Linked DNA regions of Sus scrofa: region 1 is linked to region 2. Evidence: chromatin contacts called from public HiChIP or PLAC-seq data. All regions are on one chromosome and are shown on one strand. Each heading gives the region's core, a stretch centred on a gene start, on an enhancer-like site or on the middle of the called end of the contact. The rest is flanking DNA. Distances are from core to core; before and after follow the strand shown.

The links. HiChIP or PLAC-seq counts read pairs in DNA pulled down with a chosen protein or histone mark.
Region 1: an H3K27ac HiChIP or PLAC-seq map of alveolar macrophages shows a contact between it and region 2. The contact joins the promoter of GOSR1 here to the promoter of NSRP1 in region 2. A contact is called at or near these places in 2 of 5 promoter capture datasets (fetal liver and liver), 2 of 47 Hi-C or Micro-C datasets (embryonic fibroblasts and skeletal muscle) and 1 of 2 datasets of contacts at active chromatin or transcription factors (alveolar macrophages).

What each region holds. Positions count from the first base shown.
Region 1 is chr12:46,539,024-46,545,355 of Sscrofa11.1, forward strand. GOSR1 (Golgi SNAP receptor complex member 1) reads left to right here and starts at 2,101. Exons shown (of 9, transcript XM_003131787.5): 1 at 2,101-2,257; 2 at 5,092-5,212. The coding sequence starts at 2,227.
Region 2 is chr12:46,206,371-46,213,198 of Sscrofa11.1, forward strand. It overlaps NSRP1 (nuclear speckle splicing regulatory protein 1), which reads left to right and starts at 4,832. Exons shown (of 7, transcript XM_003131784.6): 1 at 4,832-4,932; 2 at 6,137-6,230. The coding sequence starts at 4,913. It overlaps MIR423 (microRNA 423), which reads left to right and starts at 5,155; the gene lies at 5,155-5,234.

The DNA.
Region 1 (6,332 bases), core at 851-3,350, 330 kb after region 2:
AAACATGTCTCCCAACACTAGTTGGGTTCGTTACCACTGAGCCACAAAGGGGACTTCCAGGGTACAAATTTAAAACCACTCATTATACCAAGAACCCAGAGATTTTCAGCTTGAACAAAAAGAAACAACAAACACCAACATCAAAATGAAACACCCATTGGAATTGTCTGACAAGGATATAATAAAAACATTTCAATGAGCAATTACAAAAAAATCTTAGAACAAATGATAAAAAGAGTCTTGGGAAAGAAATGCAAAGTCTCAGCAAATAAATAGAAGAGATAATGAGGGAGTTCCCGTCGTGGCGCAGTGGTTGACGAATCCGACTAGGAACCATAAGGTTGCGGGTTGATCCCTGCCCTTGCTCAGTGGGTTAATGATCCGGCGTTGCTGTGAGCTGTGGTGTAGGTTGCAGACACGGCTCGGATCCGCGTTACTGTAGCTCTGGCGTAGGCCAGTGGCTACAGCTCCGATTCAACCCCTAGCCTGGGAACCTCCATATGCCGCGAGAGCAGCCCAAGAAATAGCAACAACAACAACAACGATAACAACAACAACAACAAAAGACAAAAAAATAAAATAAAAAAAAGAAGAGATAATGAGGAACCAAATGGATATTTTTAATCTGAAAAATACAATAATTAAAAACTCAGTGAATGGGCTTGACAGCAGAATGGAGGGGACAGAGGAAAGACACGCCTATCAATGAACTTGAAGACAGAACAGTAGAAATTACCAATCTAAAGAATAGAAAATAGACTGAACAAATTAGTAGTGCCTTAGGGATATGTAGGACTATAACAAAAAGATTTAACATTCACATCATCGGAGTCCCAAGAGAAGAATAACAGGATAGAGGCAGAAAAAGTATTAGAAGAAGTAATCTCTGAAAATCTTTCCCAAATGTGTCAAAAGACATAAACCTAAGATTCAAGAAGCTGAGAAAATCCCAAACAGTATAAAACCAAAGAAATCTATGCTAAAACACACCATAATCAACTTTCTGAAAACTAAAAAAAAAAAAAAAAAAAAAGTTTTTAAAGCAGAGAGAACGATCTCTTAGCTATAATGGAAAAACAATTCAATTTCTCATTAGAACTTGTAGAAGCAGGAAGGAATTAGCCCACTTTTCAAGTGCTGAAAAAAAGAAACTGTCAACCCCAGATTCTATATCCGGCAATAATATTTTTCAGGAAGGAAAGGGAAATCAAGACATCTCAGATGAAGAAAAAATAATAGAATTTGTCTCCAGCTGATCTACTCTTTTAACAAATGGCTAAAGGAAGTTCTTGAAACAGAAAGAAAATGATAAAAAAGGAATCTTGGAACATCAGGGAGGAAGAAAGAAAAATTGGAAGAGTAAAAAAAAATGTATCAGTAACACAAAATATGGCTTTCCTTCTTTTAAAATCTATGTTTGACAGTCAAAGCAAAGATTATAATATTATATGATGTGGTTCTCAGGGAACATAGGGGAAATATTAAAGACAACTATAAATGGTAGTGAATAAAGGCGCAGGTGTGATTTTAAAAACTTTGCAGGAGGAAAGGGTTCTACACTTCACCAGAACTAGCGAAAAATGGACACAAGTAGGTTGGGATAATTTATCTGTCTATAAAGGGTGGCTCTGGACAGCTGATTTTAGCAGGTTGAGGGGTCAAGATGAGGAACGTTGAAGCAGTTAGAATATGCTTCATATATTTGTTGGCTAGAAAGGAAAGAGGGCTGGGACTCCTAGACAGAGGAAAAGGCGGCCAGTGGAGAAGAGGGCATAAGTTAGAAACGCGGGATAGCGGAGCACAGGGGGAGGTAGGATGAAGAGGTTGGTCGTGGGAAGAAAAGAGCCTTTGGCCCCGAAAAAAAGAGGCTGGCTGAAGGTACACATTTGAGAGAAGGTGAACAAAACAGGTAGTTGCGTCTAAGGATAACGTTCTTCTCAGCCTAGAAGGTACCTGCTAAAGAGAGAATTAGTCCAGCTGAGGGTGAGTATGCCAGTTTCGGGCGCGGAGAGCGGATGTGAACACCAGAAAGATGTCAGGGAGCGTCAAATTCTAAACATGGGTTTTCAGAAAGGTGTAAAATAATGAATTGACCGCCAGGTGGCGGTGTCTCTGGAGGCTCACGTATCCCATCGGCCCTGGCGCCAGGCGGAAGAAGGCGTGGAGGTGACTCTCTGGCTCGCATCGCCTCCGCTCTCCTATCCCGCCTGACGTTGGACAACAAAGATGGCGGCAGGAACCAGCAATTACTGGGAAGGTGAGTGGAGACCTCGGTTAGTCTCGCTGAGACGCAGAGGGACTGAGTGAAGACAGGTCTTGAGGGACGCTGCAGAGAGAAGAGCCTGGCTTCTGGAGCGCCCGAGCTGAGGGGTGGGGCTGGTCTAGTGGGTACCCCTGGGCCTGGGGGCTCTAGAGACCGTATGGTCTGGGGAGGGGGCTGCCCTGAGCGGCAGCCGGACCTGGAGCAGTGGTTGGGCGGAGAGAGCTGAGCCGGGACCGAGAGGAAGAAGGCCTGAGTCGCCGGAGGAAAGCTGGGTTGAGGGGGTAGCAGAACTCGAACGAGGGATTTGGAGTATGAACTCTGGGAGGAAACGAGGGTTGAGCGAGAATATCCCGAGCCCAGGAGGCTGGAGGAGTCAGCGCCTTAGAGTCACTGTTGGATAATTGAGTAGGAAAAGAGAAAGGAGGAACTTGTCAGGCCGGTCCATCGAAGGAAGCTGTGTGAGCGGAATGTCTTCCTCCTTGGCAGCTTCAGGCTGGGACTTCGAGGACTGGGTGTCGAGTCGCATTGGAAGGCAGAGGAAATAACCACCCTCCGTTCTGGAGATCGGTTTTGTTAAAAAGAGAAAGTTGAGAGAACCAGTGTGACTTGTAATTATTGCATTTAATTATAATTATTGCACTATTGCTGTATCTCTTCTATCAAAAAGCATCGCGTGATTTGACCAGTACGTTTATTTAATTCCTGAAATTACGGTTCGATAAAGTAAGTTCATGTAAAACTCGTTCCTGGACCATGATGATGAACAAAGATCAGAAAAGGCGCACCTTTTTCTTTCAGTTGTCTCTGCTTTACTGCAAAATAGAACTCTTTTGAATCCTTTTCCATTTTAACCAGTTTCCTCTTGCTACCCACTGAAACCTCTGGAAACCACCACAAATGGCAGTATTGTCACTGTCGGCCACTTAATCTAAAATAGTTAATTCTGAGTTCATCCATACCTGCTCGTCATACTTTGAGAATGCTTTTACTTGACGTTTTCTGCTAGAGAAGACAGTTCCTGATTACAGAGAAGCATGCTTATAGTTTAAAACGTATTAAAAGGCTTATTTGAAATGTGTATGTGCTAGCTAGAAAATACTTTAAAATTATGTAGAAGTGTCTGTTGGTTAGCTTTAGTATAAGTCGTTGGGCTGACTTTTTGGAAGTGTCATGCTAAAGGAATTATAGCAGCTTATTGACAGTCTACTCTGTGCCAGGTGCTTTAAGCACATGATTACTAACGCATAGGAAAACCCTGAAGGTAGGGGTTTGAAAAGCAAAAAGCAGAGATTCATAGGTTAAGTAGATTGTGAATAAATCTCAGAGCCAGTTCTTAGAACCTCAGAACTTCAGGCTGAGCTGAGATTCTGAGGTTTGATCTCTTGGAGAATGTGCTCCACTGTATTTCCTGCGCGCTGCTTCGTGCTTCTTGTTGCTGATGATATTATTGGAATAGTGTTTAATATTCCTTATCCCTGAAAGGTGAGATCTTTATGCTATGCCTTCAGTATTTCAGCCCTTTTATTTTGACTTCTGCTTCACCGTGAATGAGAGTACACACATCTAGATATGTGTTAACAGACTGGCTTCACTCAGCCACCTAGATGCCAAACTATTATTACACCAGTTCCTCTGCATGCTTGTTTGCTTCTCTTCTTTTAAAACTTAGGTTCTTATTTCTGTCATATTTGACTTTGTTGGAGTACATTGTTTACTGTTAAATTTAGCCTCTCCAAATATCTTTCAGCAAGCTTTTTCTTTTCTTTTTCTTTTTTTTTTTTTTTTGGCCACCTTAACAGCGTATGGAAGTTCCCGGGCCAGGGGTCGAATCTGAGCCACAGCTATGACCTGTACCACAGCTGTGGCAGTACCAGATCCCACCATGCCAGGACGGGTTTCAAACCCATGCTGCCACAGAGACAATGCCAGATCCCTCACCTGCTGCACCACAGCAGGAACTCCTTAGCAAGCTTATTGAAAAACAATTTTTAAAATCTTTGTCAATGATTATTTTTCTTTACACTCACTTACTCACTCTACTATTAACAATTTCATGGAGTTCCCGTCGTGGCGCAGTGACTAACGAATCCGACTAGGAACCATGAGGTTGCGGTTCGATCCCTGGCCTTGCTCAGTGGGTTAAGGATCCAGCATTGCCGTGAGCTGTGGTGTAGGTTGCAGATGTGGCTCGGATCCTGTGTTGTTGTGGCTCTAGCATAGGCCGGCAGCTATAGCTCTGATTAGACCCCTAGCCCGGGAACCTCCCTATGCTGAGGGTGCAGCCCTGAAAAGACAAAAGACCAAAAAAAAAAAAAAAAGAAAGAAAGAAAGAAAAAGAATTTCATAAGGTTTATAAAGCTTTGGAACATAAAGAGATAGGAAAGTCCCTGTCAAAAACAGTGATGTTTCTTTTTTATGAAGTTAGCTGGTAAATTGATATGATGCTGGTCATAAACCCTATTCAGTTCCTTAGTGATTTGTAGTCTCTTCTGTTTCCCCCTGAATTACAAAGTTTTAGTTATTGCTATAGAATAATTTCAGGGATATTAGAACAACATTGGTTGTCTAGCTATCTTTTGGGTAAAGCTGAAATTATGCATTTCCCACTGTTTCACCCTTTTTTGCCCCACCTGGAGTTTAAGTAAGTGACAGTTTTCTTTCCCAGGTAGGTATATGGTTTTCTTCTTTTAACATTTTTCTATAAGAGAGAATCGAGATATATGATAATTTTCATAGTTTGTTTTCTTAGGAAAAGTTTTGTGATTTTTTTTTATATCTACTGATGGACTTTTTATGTCTGATTATTTGCTTTTACAATTTTATTAAAGATCTCAGGAAACAGGCTCGGCAGCTGGAAAATGAACTTGACCTGAAACTAGTTTCCTTCAGTAAACTCTGTACAAGTTACAGTCACAGCAGTGCCCGAGATGGAAGACGCGACAGGTATAGGTACTACCAGATTCTCTCTCTTATGCCTAAAATTATATAGTGTTTTTAAAGCATTGAAAAATAAAATAAAATATATAACTCTGCAAATTAAATTTTGGGTATTATTAAAAATTACTTATAAAAATTCTTAATTCTTGAGACTAACATTTATTTGGGATCCTTAGGCAAAGATTGTGTTCATGTCAGGAGGAAAACACTAAGGCTTAAGAATGAGTTCACATCAGAAATAAGTTTCTTTTTCAGCCAAGATAAGGAAATGTGGTTGCTCTGCCCCCGTTGTATTTCTTATATTTTCTCATTGCTAAATGAATCTGAGGAACTGCTCAAAAGTGAAGTATACCTACTGTTATTCTAGGATGAATCTAGTGTAGTATATATCTTCACTCTTAATGACCCAAGCTATTTTAAATTTTAGTTCTTTTTTGAGAAAGTGGTATACTGCTATTTTAAATATGTGAAAATCTGTTCTTATCTTTGAACTTCGCTTTAGACCAGCTACTTGTTTCAAAAAATATTAGGAAGTTGCACTGGGAACTATATCTAGTCACTTATGATGGAGCAAGATGGAGGATAATGTGAGGAGAAGCATATATACATGTATGTGTGCCTGGGTCACTTTGCTGTACAGTAGAAAATTGACAGAACACTGTAAATGGAAAAAATAAAAATAATTTAAGAAATAAAAATAAATAAATAAAAATAAAGTTAAAAAGAAATAAATAAATTTGGAAAAAAATATTAGGACATTATATCTGGCATTTAATAGACCGCCCAAATAAACCTTTCCACAGAAAAGAAACTCATGGGCTTGGAGAACAGACTTGTGGTTGCCAAGGGGAAGAGGGAGGGAGTGAGATGGACTGGGAGTTTGGGGTTAATAGATGCAAACTATTGCATTTGGAGTGGATAAGCAATGAAATCCCACTGTATAGCCCAGGGAACTATATCAGTCACTTGTGAAGCAGCATGATGGAGGATAATGCGAGAAAAAGAAAAATATATACGTATATAAGTATGACTGGGTCACTTTGCTGTACAGTAGAAATTGACAGAACACTGTACATCAACTATAATGGAAAAAATAAAAATCATTAAAAAATAAAATAAATAAAATCAGATT
Region 2 (6,828 bases), core at 3,582-6,081:
TTATTATTAATTTTTTTGGTCATGCCTGTGGCATGCAGAAATATCTGGGCCAGAGATACAACCTGAGCCACAATAGTGACTCGAGTCACAGCAGTGACAACACTGGATCCTTAACTTGCTGAGCCACATAGGAATTCCCTGCAATTCACATACTTAATGTGTACAATTAAGTGGTTTTTAGTATTTTCACAGAATTATGTCACCATTATAACAATCAATCTCAAAACATTTTTGTCACCCCCATAAGAAACTCCATACCTGTTAGCAGACACTCTCCACTTCCCCCACCCCAGCCCCAGGCAACTACTAATCTTGCTTTCTCTATGCATTTTCCTGTTGTGGACATTCTACATAGGAGGAATCATACAACAGGAGGCCCGTCTCTTGTGACTGACTTCGCATTCCCTCCCAATCTAAATGTGACCAAGCAACCAGCTGCCCTTAACTTCCACAGACATCCCCAATCTACTGACTCACAAGACCCTTTGCAGGTAAATTAGGGAATTTTCATTCCTCTTCTGTAAGGGTTTTTTTTTTGTTTGTTTGTCTTTTTGCCATTTCTAGGGCCACTCCCTTGGCATGTGGAGGTTTCCAGGCTAGGGGTCTAATTGGAGCCTACGCCAGAGCCACAGCAACATAGGATCCAAGCCACGTCTGCAACCTACACCACAGCTCATGGCAACGCCGGGTCCTTAACCCACTGAGCAAGGCCAGGGATCAAACGCGCAACCTCATGGTTCCTAGTCGGATTCGTTAACCACTGCGCCACAATGGGAACTACCTTCCGTAAGGTTTTATGCAATGCCACTCCACCCAACCCCACCAGACATCAACTCAGTGTTCTTACTCTCCTCTACTCGATCTTACTATAAAGGTCTCTCAGGAGACAAGGTCATGTTCATGCAAACACTGAATACCTATGTATTCTCATCTAAATTATAGTGTCATTATATTGGGAAGAATGAAGGAATGGGAAGCGTGTTATGTGTTTGTGTGTGGATGCACATGCTGAGGAAGGAGCTACACCTTTGTTTTGCATAATGGGAGGTTAGTTAATGCTGCTTAATTCAGAAAAAAAAAAAAAAAAAAAAGCCATACAACATGTTGTTGTTTTGCAACATGTCAAAACTATAGCCAAAATAGATGTTGGCAAACTTTTTATGCAAAGGGTCAGATAGTAAATATTTAGGCTTTGTGGGTCATAGGTCTCTGTGGCAGCTACTCAGCTCTGCCCCGTAGTATGAAAACAGTCATAGACAACATGGGCATGGCCTTTCCAATAAAACCTTGTTGTAATGGGCAACTGGCCAGATTTACCTTGTGGGCTGTTTATTAACTCTTGAACTGAAATTGAGAGTAATTGACTCAGAAGCAAAGAAAAATAGGGGTGATGTGGAGCTGGGAAATGCTCTGGTCTTAGACCTCATATGTCAGGATGACTTTAAACTATGAGCATGTGTTACTTTGCTTAAAATAAAAATAATAATGGGGGAGTTCCCGTCGTGGCGCAGTGGTTAACGAATCCGCCTAGGAACCATGAGGTTGCGGGTTCAGTCCCTGGCCTTGCTCAGTGGGTTAGGGATCTGGCGTTGTTGTGAGCTGTGGTGTAGGTTGCAGATGCGGCTTGGATCCCGCGTTGCTGTGGCTCTGGCGTAGGCCGGTGGCTACAGCTCCGATTTGACCCCTAGCCTGGGAACCTCCATATGCCGCGGGAGCGGCCCAAAGAAATGGCAAAAAGACACACACACACAAAAAGGGGGTGTGTGTGAAAATAAAGCCTCCAGCCTGGGCCATCTCTTGCTTACAGAGACTGGGTGGGGAGTTCCTGCTGTGGCGCAGTGGGTTAATGATCTGACTTGCTTTTGTGTCGAAAGATGAGTATTCAGTGTTTGCATTAACGTGATTATGTATGCTGTTTAGGGCTTAACCATGTAGTAGATTACAAGTATTTTCCCTTTCTGAATATCTTTTGCTTTTCCTGGAGTTAATGTCAAAAGAAAACTCCTAGAGTGGATGGAGTGACCAAGAATATCAGACGAAGTAGATTTCAGAGCAAAGAATATTACTCTGATAAAGGAGGTCATTTCATAATGGAAAAAAGGTCAATTAATTAAGACATAAAAATCTTGGCGTTCCAGTCGTGGCTCAGCAGTTAGCAAACCCAACTAGCATCCATGAGGCTGTGGGTTCAATCCCTGGCCTCGCTCAGTGGGTCAAGGATCTGGCGTTGCTGTGAGCTGTGGTGTAGGTCGCAGATGTGGTTCAGATCTGGTGTTGCTGTGGCCCTGGTGTAGGGAGGCAACTGCAGCTCTGATTGGACTCCTAGCCTGGGAACTTCCATATGCTGTGGGTGCAGCCCCAAAAGACTAAAAGACCAAAAAAAAAAAACCCCCCAAAAAACCCCAAAACAAACAAAAGACATAAAAATCTTAAATACTTATACATCTAATAATGGAGTTTCAAAATACTTACAACTTCAAAAGCTGATATGACTGCAAGTCTACAGAGAGCAAAAGTAGATTCCTGGTTGCCTAGGGTTGGGGAGTTTGGGGAAAAACGGGAGTAACTAATGGGTACATGGTTTCTTCTTTGGGTATTGAAGGTATTCTAAAACTGATTATGGTAATGGCAGCATAACTCTCTGAATGTACTAAAAACCATTCAATTATATACACTTTAAGCAGGTGAATTGCATGCTATGTGAATTACATCACAATAAAGTGGTTTAAAAAAGATGGTTACATGAAATAGAAATCTGGTTCTACACAAAGCAATGGAGATGCTGGAAGTGGTAAATATGTGGGTAAACATGCTTTTTACATTGACCTATTTATTATATAATAAGGAATATGATAAAACATACATATAAACAACTAGAGATACACAGGTGGCGTCAGGAATGGCACTTCTGTCCTCAGGAAGTTGGGGTGCACCACTCTCCCCGCATGTGGATGAGTTCACCAACCTGGAAGCCCTCAGAATTCCATGCTTTGGGGTTTTTTTATGTAGGCATGATCAATCCTTAATTTGGTTTAAAACCTCTCTCTCCTTCCCTGAAGATGGGGGTTGGGTAGAAAGTTCCAAACTCCTAATCATGGCATGGTCTCTCTGGTGATGAGCCCCCACCCTGAGACTATCCAGAAGACCACCCAGAGTTACCTCATTGGAACAAAATACATCAGGAACCAGGGTGGAAGATCAAATATCAGAACAAAAATTTTTCTCAGTGCTCTTGTAACTCACAATGGTTTTAGCAGCTCTGCCCAAGGAACCAGGGGCAGAAACCAATATATATGTATATATATGTATTTCACTGTTCCCTAAGCAGATTTCATATTTGGCTTGTATCTGGTCCTGCCCTAATCACTTTGGGGAGAAAATATCCAGCACATTCCTATATGCAAAACTATGTAATACATCCCAGCATTAATTCATTCAGAAGAGTGGATCTTAAAATGTGTAGGTCCTTTAAACCCTTTTGGGATTTTCCAGGTCAAAACTATCTTTCTAACAATACTAGGACATTATTTGCTTTTTTCACTCTTATCCTCACACCAGAGTACAATAAAGCTTTTCAGAGGCTTCATGATGTGTGATGATGTCATCACTCTGACAGCTAACTGAATGTGTGCTTATGGATTCTTTTTAATTTGATCTTTTTTTCTTTCAGTTTTATTGAGACATAATTAACATACGGTGCTGTATAAGTTTATGGTGTAGAGCATAATAAATTGACATATATATCATGAAATTATTACAATAAATTTAGTGAACATCCATTATTTCATATAGATACAAAAGAAAAAAAATTTTCCTCACGATGAGAATTTAGGATTTATCTCTTAACTTTCATTGCATTGTAGCAGCTGCAGCTCGGATTCAATCCCTGGCCAGGCAAACTTACATATGCATGGATGCAGCCATAAAATTAAAAAAAATAAAAAAGGATAGGAAAAGATATACTATGCTAACAATCAGTGGTTATATTAATATCAGGTAAGATAAATAAAAATAAAAGAATAAAGAGAATCATTTTTTAATAGTATGGGGTCAATATAAGAGGATATAACAAGCCTAAATATTTATACATCTAATAACAGAACTTCAAAATACACGAAACAAGACCTGACAGAAGTAAAAGGAGAAACAGACAAATCCACAATTATAGTTGGAGATTTTAACATCTTCTGTCAGGTAATTCCTGTTGGTAATTCAAGAGATCTTTTTCACTTGCTGTATGACTAGTTTGGAATGGGCCAAAAGTGAGTAGGTGCACAGGTGAAACGCGTGCCTAGAATTTTTTTAAAAGTATCATAGAAGACTTTAATCCTATACCCACCCAGTAGTACCATGGTATTGTTATTAATCATTTCTGTCCGAATATGAGATACTTAGCATAAGGATTTTGATCTTCTGCAAATTATCCTGAGCCAGATATACGCAAACGGAATATCTCAGGGGAAAAAAAAAATCCATAGCCTAGGGCAGTGGTTTTCAAACCAGAGTGTCAGAATTAGCTCGAGGGCTCCTTAAAATTCAGATTGCTGGGCCCCATCCCAGAGTTTCTGATTTGGTAGGTGTGAAATAGGGTGGGAAATTTTGCATTTCTAACAAATTCCTGGATGGTGCCAATGCTGCTGGCCCCAGGACCACACTCTGGGAATCACTGGCCTAGAATTTTGTCATTCCTTTCTTCCCACCGGTGTGGAGGCAGTCCCTCGGTTTTCAAACAATGCCGAAAGCCAAGCCCGAACAACCTGGCACCCAGCTGCACCAAGCAATTGAAAATACGAACCCAGCGGGTAGGCGGGTTCCAGGCCGCCTAAGGCCGCGCGAGAGTTCACGTAACGACGCTCTTACCTGCGTCAGCGTCACGTCGGCGTCGGCCACGTTCAGCGGAGACGGGAGCAAGATGGCGATTCCGGGCAGGCAGTGAGTGATCCGGGAGTTAGGGTTAGGCTGGGAAGTGAGACACCACGGCGACTGTGACTTTGGCCGAGGAGTAAAAATGCGCTGGAAGTGAAGGGGCTGTGTCGTCAGGGATAGAGACGGGGAAAAGCGAGAAATTCTGAGGAACATATATTCCCATCCCCCCCCACATTTTCCAGGATGGAAGCCCGAAGTTTGAGGGAGAAACTTGTGAGGAAATAAAGAAAGTTAGGCTGAGGGGCAGAGAGCGAGACTTTTCTATTTTCCAAAAGCTCGGTCTGAGGCCCCTCAGTCTTGCTTCCTACCCCGCGCTTGAGTTTCTCCCCGGTTGGATGCTTTCAGGGGTAATGAGAAGAGACAATTCCTGGCTTTCTTATAGGGCCTTGTTCTCCTTGGCAACTCAAGTTCTGATTCCCGCCCTCCCTTCTCGGTTTAGGAATGTTGTGCTGAGAAGCCACAGAAAAGGGTAGGCATATAGGAAATTGGGGCATATATTGCCGCAAAAGAGAAATGTTATATCTTCTTGCAAGTTTTACTTTTGATGTACAATCCTCAATTTGGATACGGCTTCCCGTGGTTTCTGTATCTTAAAGGCCAACGTGAGAAACTAAATGAGTTGTATCTGATGGGATGGTACTTTCAGGTGCTCCAAGACAAAGCAAGTGGGCTTAATAAAGGGTAATGGGAATTTGCCCATGGCTGTTTGGGTTTCTCAGTTAATGTAACCTTCAAAAGTTTTTCCATGGGTGACATTAACCTTTATCCAATAACTTCTTTAAAATTGTGTGAGCACTCAGTAGGGGAGAAAATAATTTTTTTTCTTTACTCTTGTTAGACCACGAGGATACTTTAGAGTGTTTTTCTTTGTAGTGGACATCAGCTGAGCTTTCCACTAACATGTTCTTTTTAAAATCTTACTATCATTTCACCATATAAAACATTTCTGAACTCTTCATTCACTTCTTTGGTTAAAATGGTATTTTGATTTTGGCCGGTGACCACAAGTAATCATTTAGAGTAATAATTATAAAATCTTAGCGCATATTAGAACTCTGAGATGGTTGAAAATGAGAACCAGTGTTATATGTTCCTAGACTATATAACATGTTTTGACTTGGTAGTTACATCTGAAAGAGATAGTGGATGTATTATTTTTTAAAGTTTAAACATAATGGTGTAATTTCTATTTTAAAAAAAATATATGCAGGTATGGGCTTATTTTGCCAAAGAAAGCACAGCAGTTGCACCCTGTTTTGCAAAAACCTTCAGTGTTTGGGAATGATTCTGATGATGATGATGAGGTAAGGGAACCTATGTTTTTCTACCGCATTGTTGGAAATATATATTTTTTTAAAAAATTGAACTTGTGAATTTGATGTCTTTGCTTGCTTTAGTTGTCAATACAGTATATCTAGAATATTATTTACACAATTATCAAAAATAATATTTAAAGAAGAAAGCACTGTTTTTTTTGATACATGAATAATTAAGAGATTTTCTTTTCTGAAGCTAAGAATTTATTTATAAGCAGTTATACAAAGTACTTTCAGATAACTAATGTTGATATAACAAAATTGTTGGTGTAAAGATCCCTGGAAATGAGCTATTAAGATGTTGCCAATTTCCTAGAATTTTTATTAGCAGAGAGGTTTCTTTTGAGACTACTTTTGTGGTTATGCAGTGTCTACTAAATGTAATTCCTCAGTTGGAATTATGATAGTTTATGAAGTTAGCATGGCTAGCACTATAAGAACAGCTAATAATGAACATTTTATTTTTCAGTAGCCAAAACAGTGTTTTCCTATGAAGCCCACAATTAAGCAATTTATAAAGCCCCCAAATGTGTGCTTTTTTAATACTTTAGTCATTTTCTGTATTTCTGAAAGAGCTTTCTATCAA